Regions from separate parts of the Solanum lycopersicum genome. Here region 2 is linked to region 1. Evidence: chromatin contacts called from public HiChIP or PLAC-seq data. All regions are on one chromosome and are shown on one strand. Each heading gives the region's core, a stretch centred on a gene start, on an enhancer-like site or on the middle of the called end of the contact. The rest is flanking DNA. Distances are from core to core; before and after follow the strand shown.

Region 1 (4,657 bases), core at 889-3,388:
ATATTTTCCCATTTTGTATATGAAGGGAAGAAATTTATCGGTCTATCATGTTTATGTAAAATAGCTGAATATAGTTTCATTGCATAGCATAATCTCCAAGCTATTTCTCTGTAGTAATGACAGCTTGACAGTTAGCATTTCATGATGTTTGGGGCTCTCAAGAAAAACTAGTTTTTGGGGCTCTCATGCTGTTGTTTCAATGTTGTAGACCAACTTTCTCAAAATGCTTGTGATTTCTAGCTTGTTTACCTTATAAAACTCTTCAGAATATAGCCTCATACAGTAGCTTATATATATATTAAAAAAAAATCCTGTTGGAAGCAGGATAAGAGTACATGGCAACTGAAATATTCTAATTGTTACATTTTGAGTTACAGATAGACGCCTGCATCTGACCCCAGTCAAGCTGGAAACAGTTTAGGGGATCCAATTTACTGGCCTGATTTAGCTAAGCTACAGCACTCAGTAACTTTAAACTGATGTCTTCTTCATCGATCAGAACAGGGAGGGACCTTGATGGTTGTGGACACCCTCGTAGGTGGTTATCACATACCGAGAATCCTCCTTGTCTCGTTCAACTCTCTTCTTGACCGGACAACCTTCCACTGAGCACCTATAGTAATTCCTGTAAGTTGATACACAAAACATGTCGTCTGAGTTAAGTAGTAGTCATACGACTTTCCATAAGCTGCTATAGTACAAAATAGCTCACAACTTTTCTTTTGAAAGGTTTTCATGATTTGTCAAATTCAGATTTACACCTCATCTTCTTTTGATGCGACATTAATTCGTTTTTAAGTGGAATTAGCACTTCTTTTTTGGGAATTAAGTAGTTAACAATTAATGTGGCCCTCTGGTTTGGCAGATGGGCCCTTCTTTGGTGAAGTTATGTTTGTGGTAAATTTCCTAGAATATATATATATATACATATATATCTAGGTTGCTTGACTGAGATCGAGTGCAAAGAATATGAAGTAACTGAATGACCTGTTTACTTAACTGAAACGGCATGGACAAGGACAGTCAAAATTCATCGTAACTTTTGGTGTTGTTTTGTTATAGTATCTTATAAAAATACATACATACATAGTAAGATAGATGCAACAAGATTTTCAGGTATAGCTTGTTTAACCAAACAGTTACTGTACATATAGGCTTATTTGATTCACATAGCTTATTCCAACAATCTAAACATTACACTAATCCACTGCGAATCTGTGTTATAAAACATGATTTTCCCACCGAACTAGCTCACTAGGAAAAATGCATGGTTGGAGATAGTGTGAAAATTACTACTTTTTCCACATGATATATTCACTGCGTATGTTTTTTCTTTTCACACTGCTTCAATCAAAATATCTGTGTAGAAATAACCTCAGAGTGGAAAAATAGTGATTTTTTAGTAATGTTATAACAATAAGCAAAAGTCTCGTTACCTCGGATTTGGACTATTTTTCACCATCTTCTTTCCATACTTCCTCCACTTGTATCCATCGTCTAGTATTTCAATTTGGGACAACGTTCTGAAAGCAACCTTGTCCTTCACTTCCCTCCTCTCGCTGCTGCTGCCAACGTCTATTTTTTTTGCAAAACCAAATAACATTTAGCACGAAACATAATCGTGTTAATTTGAAAAACTATATCCTTATGTATGCATGTTTGCTTACATACGAATAAGATAATGCTAAAAAGTAGTGTTGATGAAATGCTTACTGTTGCTAGGTTCCTCATGATAAGTAGTACTACTCCTAGTGTTAACCACTTGATTTGCTGCATAATTTGAGTAGTGAGGTACAAGAGTTGGATCAGGTTGTTGAACAGGCCAATTATCTATCTCGAAAATATCAGAAAGCTCAAAGTTAATCAAGTTGTTTGAGAAATGATCATCACTATCAGGTGAGTTTAGTAGTGGTGTAAAACTTCCATCGAACATGTTTGCACTAGAATTATTTGCATCCATGGATGATGATGAACTGAAATTCCCTCCCATCGCGTTCGTACATTTATTATATTACGAAGCAATTAAATTTCCTAGTGAGGTTCCTACGAGGTACGAAGAAGGTTCATAGACAACGGTTATAAGATTGGTGGCTAAGTGAATGTCATTGTTGAGGGCCCTTTTAGCTTTATTTGCTTATTTAGTCACTCCAAAATTTATGCTTATATAGTTGTAATGCTAACAAGTAGAGTGGGACATGGGAAAGAAGACTTTGTGCATAGACTTTTCAATGTTGCTTAGTGTGTTTGTAAACTTCAATTCACATAATATCAATCTCTCGTGTTTAGACAAATTAACCCCTTAGCAACGGTGAGGGGAATACTTTACAAGTCAATATGTGACAATGATTGGTCTCATGACCTTTTTTTTTCTCTATTTGATACCCACTTTTCACTTTACATCTTTATCTGCATTTAAGGATTTGTAAGATTGTTTCAATTTAAACAGCTTTAGCAATTTAAGTAGGGTTTTAAATATACAATAACTTATCTAGTGTAATCTCATAAATGAGGTCTAAATAAGGTGATGTGTACACAAACTTTATCTCTAAGTTGTGAAGACAGAAAGATTGTTTTCGAAAGATTTTCGACTCAAATAAAAAATATCAAAGCAATAAGAATACTCCACTTTGAAAAAGAGAAAAATAAGTATCAACAATAAGCACTACGATAACTTAAACCAACGGAACAAGAGGTAAGAATAAAATCTTAAGAAGAAGATAGGTGACGAGTACTTATCATCATAATACCAACAGGAAAACTAGACAATGTTTGACTATTTACTATAATCCTTGATTTTCGAATCCTCGTATCTATTGTCCTCTCCTCGATAAGTTGTAGTGCATCATATCATGTCTAATAACTTCTTCCCAAGACTTTTTCAGCCTACTTTTGTATCTAGATCTCCTCAAATTGACCATTATCAACCTCTCATACCTCCTCGTAACATGTAACTATTTATAACAATTAATATTTTAACTTAAATAAATAAAATAATGACCTACCATAGGTGATTATAGCATAATTAATAATATAAAATTCCTTAATTCTTTTTTCTCCACCCAAGGGTGGCGTGCTCTACAGATCTCAAACCCAAAACTTTTGGTTAAGGTGAAACACTCTACCAGTGAACCAGCCTGCCTGCTGAAGACCGTAACGTAAGTAACTCAGTGCTCCATACGAGAGATATGAAAGCAGAATTCGTTCGGATCCTCAATTCAGATAAAATTCCTTATTCTATAACTAATAAACTTGTTGCATTTTATCGTGCAAGTTTCCATACTGTCCTTTTAATTTACTTAGTTTTCTATTCGAACCACTTTGCTCGTCATTTTTATTAAAAATAATAGTAATAAATATTGATTAATTAGCATATATAAAAAAAACTAAGTGAAAAATATATACACATATTTTTACATCATAATTATTTAGATTAACTCTCTTTTTATGCAGAGAAATTAAAGAAAGAATATTTATTAAAGATGCATTAATTTTAACAATTATATAAAATTAATAAAAACATATATAATAGTCAAAACACATAATTTCTTTTTTTTTTTTTAAATGTGAGAAGTGTAACAAGCAAAGTGTAGTGCACATCAACTGGAGCCCACTAGAAATCTAGGCAAGTTCCAGGGAGTATCTTAACATGCTTAGGAGACATTTGTTGGATACGTATTGGTTGACTTGAATATATATAGCAAATATATGAGGTTTGAAATATTAAAAGATGACATCAGTGTTGATGTGTATCAGTATCCTGATGGCTAAATAAGTTAAAAAGATTATAATGGAAAGGTAAAAAAAATATTGAGATACATCAAGTCTAATCTGTAATGATGGTATTTACAATCCAAAGTTAGGCAAAATTTGGCTACTAAATAACATTCTTGACATTATATATGTTCTAGATGTGGCATTTGTTGACCAATATATACTTTAAAAAACAAAAAGAAAAAACTTTATATCATTAGATAAACAAGGGTTAATAGTGACCCAAAAGACTAGTGTTACCAAGTCCTATTAGTTTAATAAGCATCACTTAATTTATCTAAGAGCACGATATTCCTGAATTTAAGTTAATTGGTTGTGAATTTAAAATCATCATTTGAATATATCTTTGCTTTAACACCAAGTCAATTTGATGTACATGCTCAAGCTGGGAAAAATATATGACCCCTTCTAAATGAAATAACGACCTACTATATGGTAGTTCATTAAGTGTTTAATGGGTTAGGTATAGGAATGAAATTAAATTAGTCTATGAAAATGGACAACCATGTTCACTTAGTAATTTTGAAGACTTTTACCAAGTCTTTTGTTTTTCTTGGTTAATTACTACTAGTATTGATTAGAGAAAGAGTAAGGGTTGGTCAAAGAGTCCATAAAATTGACATCAAAATCTTGGACATGGGAGTAGTAATTTGGAAGACCTTTCTTTTCTTCATGTCCCCTTGAAGAGGATTCAGACCCTTTTCTGCATGGAATTTTAGGTGTAAAATAAACACAAAGTATATCTCCCAATAAACTTGTGCCATTTCATTTTCCCCATATATGTTTCCATTTACATATATTTAGGGTTTTGATAAAAACTTAACTTGATAATGAGTTCAATTAATGTTTGATATGTTAGGAAAAACTATAATAGTATAGTAATCAG
Region 2 (4,657 bases), core at 885-3,384, 240 kb before region 1:
AATATGTTATTACACCATTGCATATTCTGATAAGTGAACTAGAAATCGGACTCTCCAAATTTGAGTTTCACTAGCTAAGTCTACTTTGTCCAAAAAAGTGAACTAAAAATCATCTTTTAAGACTGCATATTCTGCTATCTCCTGTTGTTCTGTCCTCTTTAATATGAATTTTGTCATACATACATAAAGCTTATACTTCTGTTCCTTCGCATGTTTTAAACTCTTCCAGCCAAGGACCTATTTAAAAATGAGAAATTTGGGGTTGTTCTTTACACTTCTACTCCTCACGATTTTCTTGCTGAATAGTGAATTCAAAAGCTCTAATTAGATGATTCATGCTATGTTACTTACCTAGTACTGATTGGATATCTTTTTTATAGTTTGAAGGTTGATCCACGCTGATCTTACTTGCGACTTGTACCATTTATAGTTCAAAGCGTGCCCTTATACCTATTTGGCTACGCTTTATAAGTGTTGCCAAAGGTGACAACATTTAAAAAGTGTTGCCTAATGTCAAAGGTTACGCTTCTTTTGGGCAGCCCCTAAAAAGTGTTGCTGAATGTCCAAAAGTGTAGTCTTTTATCAAAGGCCACACTTTATGCTAGTTTAGGCTACTACAGCCGAAAATGATGTAGTGGAAGGAAAAAAGAGCAACATACAAACATTTCAGCTTAATTGTTTAGCTCTGTATTACTTTTGATGTAAACAAGAAGTCTTATATAGCTTAGAAGTAATCAAAACACAACTATAGAAGTAATTTGCACAACTATGAACTGGTTATAACTTGATAGTTGTAGGATCTTATGTAATTACAACACTTTTGGAGGGGAACTACTCTTTTGAGGTAGTATGTATACCTATGGATAAATATAGATTAATTGTTACTTTTCTCAACAATTTTTTTTTGTATATTGACTTGTGAAGTTTACATAACACGTGTTTCTTACCATTGATGGAAAACCCTTTTGGTTGATCCGCATAAACTCCATCCTCTAAATATGAGATTTCCACATCCATTTGATGTAGCTCTAAGTCATAATGAACTTCTACAATCATTATAATTTTAAGTGGATCTTTATTAAAGATAGGTGAACATGTCTCTTTTATATTCAATGTCATATTCGTGAGTGAAACCTTTTATAACGAGTTTGGCTTTGTGACGTTGAATGTTGCCAATTAAGTCGTGTTTGGTCTTAAAGACCCATGTATATCCAATTCTTTTGAAGTCGTAAGGTAACTCAACAAGGTTTCAAACTTACTTTGTTCCATAGATTTCAACTCATCTTTCATAAGAATTTATCATTTATCAAAATTATTAATTCAATAGGTTGTGAAAATGAAACTAGATTATTATCAATTCCTAAGTCAATTTCTAACTCGTGTAGATATACCAAATAGTCATCAGAAATAGCAGGTCTCATTTTCTTTATGCTACTTTTGTGGTACATAAACCACTAGTTCGTCAATTATGATTTCATTGTGATTGGAAAGATCATTAATTTGTTATTCTGGTGGACTGTTAGGTTGTAAAACAACCGAGGAGCAACAAATATAGAATAAAAGCAAGGTAGATGGATTTGCCCCCAAACTTCTTAATTTCCACTTTATGTGGTTCTCCACTTCTATTAATTTTACTGTTGATATTTAATTTTGATCGAATTTTAACTATTTTTGGAAATGCTATTCGATTAATACATATTTTATTTTAAGTCAATTTTGCATAAAAATTATATATTTTAGTATGTTTACTTTATAAAATTATTGTAAATATCATTAAAATATTTTAAACATTCTTAATAAATTTTGAGATAATTATTTTATCCAAATGTTATGATATTTAAGTGATTTAAATTTTATAAAATATATGATTATATTGGTAGTATTTTAATTGGATAGCAATTTCTTATTTTTCCTCAAAATTATTTAAATTCTAGCCTATTCTATTCTAAGTTGTTTCAATTCTAGCCTATCCAATTTCAATTGTATTTCAATAGTAACCATTTCTTTCCTTTTAATTCTAGCCAATTTTATTACAATTTTGGCCATCCAAATCCAATTCAATCTAATTTAAATCTCATCTTTTAATCGCAACCGTCGATCTTTTAAATTAAATCCTACATCTAATCCTAACCGTCCATAAAATTCTAGTCAATTTAGTTCTAAAAAGAAGACTAAAACCTAATTCCAAGCTTCTCCCTTCTTCCTCTGTCTCTTCTTCCCTCGCCCCATTTTCCTCTTCTCCCCCTTTCTCCGAACGGATCACCGGCGAGCAGCAGCTACGGTGACAACAACACCAGGCGCCTCCGCCTCCCTTCTTCCTCTTTCTCTCCTCTTTTCCCCCTTCTTTTCTCCTCTCTTTTTGCAGGACCGCCAGGCAGCAGCGACCAGTAGCAGCAGCGGCGACGACAAGCAGCAGAGACGACTCCGGCGTGCAACGAGGCGCAGCTGCGGCTCCAGCGAAGGAAAAGTTGCGTGAGGTCAGTGACGCCGGCAGAAAACAGCAGCTCCGGCCATTCCGGTGGAGCTTTTGAAAATTTCGAGTTTTGTTAAACAGATGGATATCACCAGGTAAGTTTTCAATTAATTTTTAGGCTCAGATTCTAATTCTGAGCATAGTATGATTCTTTGATATTGAAATGCCACAACTCGTTTGTTAAGGCTTTTATAATTTTCTGCTTTCATTGTTATATACTCCTCCTTTGTGATGAATTGTATTTGCTAATCCTTTCTACATGTTAATCATACAAGATGAATTGTCATTGTTGATAAATTAATTTTCATATGGTAGTTGGTGAATTGTCATAGTTGATAAATTAATTTTCATATGGTAGTTGGCATCCAGACTACAGTTTAATTTGCATCCAATTATCCTATATTTGTGATTATTCAATAATTTGGTAAACCCTTCATTATTTTTTAATTCCCCTTAATTGGCGTTGTACTGGATAACTTTTGTAGGAATTGGTAAATCGGATTGATGCTCGTTTCTTTCAAACCCCAATAATCTGTAAATCAATTTGCTGATTTTAGTCGATTTTCTCTCTTAGTGGTAAACATTGTTTCCATCTTGCCACTAGATTTTTATATATTTTTAAATTTCTTTTAGATGATAAACTATTGCAGGTGAGAAGAATATTGCTTTGGGTAGATTTTCTTAAAAAATAACTTTGTTTGTTCGTTCTGGATTGTATCAATTCGTGTTTATATTAATTTATTCTTTTCTTGCTTATTTTACCAGGTGTATTATGAGTAATTGATTTCTTTACCTTAATTATAATTGACATATTTCTTACTTGGTTATTTTTGGTAAAAAATAATAATTTAATATTTAACTTTGGCTCTTCTTTATTTTGAATTTTAAATATTTATATGACTCTAAACTTTCTCTCTATATGATATAATTTGGGGAATCGTCTAAAGGGGGAGGAGGAATTACATGCTACATCCTTCTCTTATTTTCATTCAAACATATTAGAAAGCATGCCTATAAGAATTAGTTTATATGCTTTATTATGTTTGTCAATTTTGCATCATCAACTTAATTAAGATAAAAATAAATAAATTATAAGATTACTACTTGTGCTTAACTATTCATCGTGATTATTGTTCACCACAAAAATAAGGATTTTTATGTTGACCATATGGAATGTTTGAACCTCTTGACATGTGCTCAAAATTAAGCTCATGTAAAATAAATGAACTTAATTCTTTGGTATGGAAATAATTCGGTCACTTAGAAATCATGTCAATAGCATTTAAATAATTCTACATATATAATCTGGGAATAGAATTCATGTCTATTGGTTTATTAATCAATTTTTCCAGCATGTTGTCAATAAATTTAAGGTTCCTAATAAACTAGTTAATTAATCTATATTTGTTTTTACCCCCATTTTTTTTTTGCAGTTTCAGAAAAAAGTTAATTAATCTATATTTGAGACAAATCTGTCATGTTTGTATTGTTGCACTTGTAAATAAATTCTTGCAATGCCTTTTTTTACCACTTTAAACAAATGAAATCTGTTTCTGCATTAGTGAATATGCCACCTTGCAATATGTAAAGTAACTAACAAAATATTTTCTGCACATTTCTTAAAACCTACATTATCTACAACTTAAAATAAGTCACAAATATTCAGCATGCTTATTTAAAATCTGCCCATGTTAAATATTGTTGCACTATTAATAAACTGTTTTCTGCCACTTCCAAAATCGGTGTTAACTAAAATTTGCATTGCTGTAATAATTTTTTGTTACCTCTAAAATCATTTAAATAATCATATGCATGCTTTTAGATCTGTCCATAAATAATTTTGCAATGTTTAACTTATTGTTGTCTTAATTTTTGTATGTTTGTATGTTTGTAGCTCACACACTTCACATGAGACTTTTCACAATTACGTGTGTTTGTTAGCATGCTAATAATAAAATGTAGAGGCGAACTTGAGACTTTAAGTGTCCAATATTGTCCAATCTTTTCTTGTTTGGTGTCTAGGAGGGCCATATATTTTATTTTGTCTAAACCAACCTATTAAGTCCAATGCCTCTCAGACGTTAAGTTGGGACAATTAGGCACCTTTTAGATACGAAACGCATGCGGTGGTGGGGTAGGGGTAGTTGGCCCTATGGAGATGATGACATGGACTCATGCTTTAAA

The links. HiChIP or PLAC-seq counts read pairs in DNA pulled down with a chosen protein or histone mark.
Region 2: a contact with region 1 is called in an RNA polymerase II HiChIP or PLAC-seq map of leaf, with 5 times the contacts expected there. The contact joins the promoter of LOC101249566 here to the promoter of LOC101248996 in region 1. A contact is called at or near these places in 3 of 8 Hi-C or Micro-C datasets (all in leaf) and 1 of 1 datasets of contacts at active chromatin or transcription factors (leaf).

Annotation. Positions count from the first base shown.
Region 1 is chr8:52,569,702-52,574,358 of SLM_r2.1, reverse strand. LOC101248996 (probable WRKY transcription factor 75) reads right to left here and starts at 2,138. Exons shown (of 3, transcript XM_004245017.5): 1 at 1,714-2,138; 2 at 1,437-1,575; 3 at 271-625. The coding sequence starts at 1,990. The coding sequence ends at 496. LOC101249285 (protein PLASTID MOVEMENT IMPAIRED 1-RELATED 2-like) reads left to right here. Exons shown (of 3, transcript XM_004245018.5): 3 at 1-258.
Region 2 is chr8:52,812,116-52,816,772 of SLM_r2.1, reverse strand. LOC101249566 (25S rRNA (cytosine-C(5))-methyltransferase NSUN5) reads left to right here and starts at 2,134. Exons shown (of 14, transcript XM_004245019.5): 1 at 2,134-2,568. The coding sequence starts at 2,555.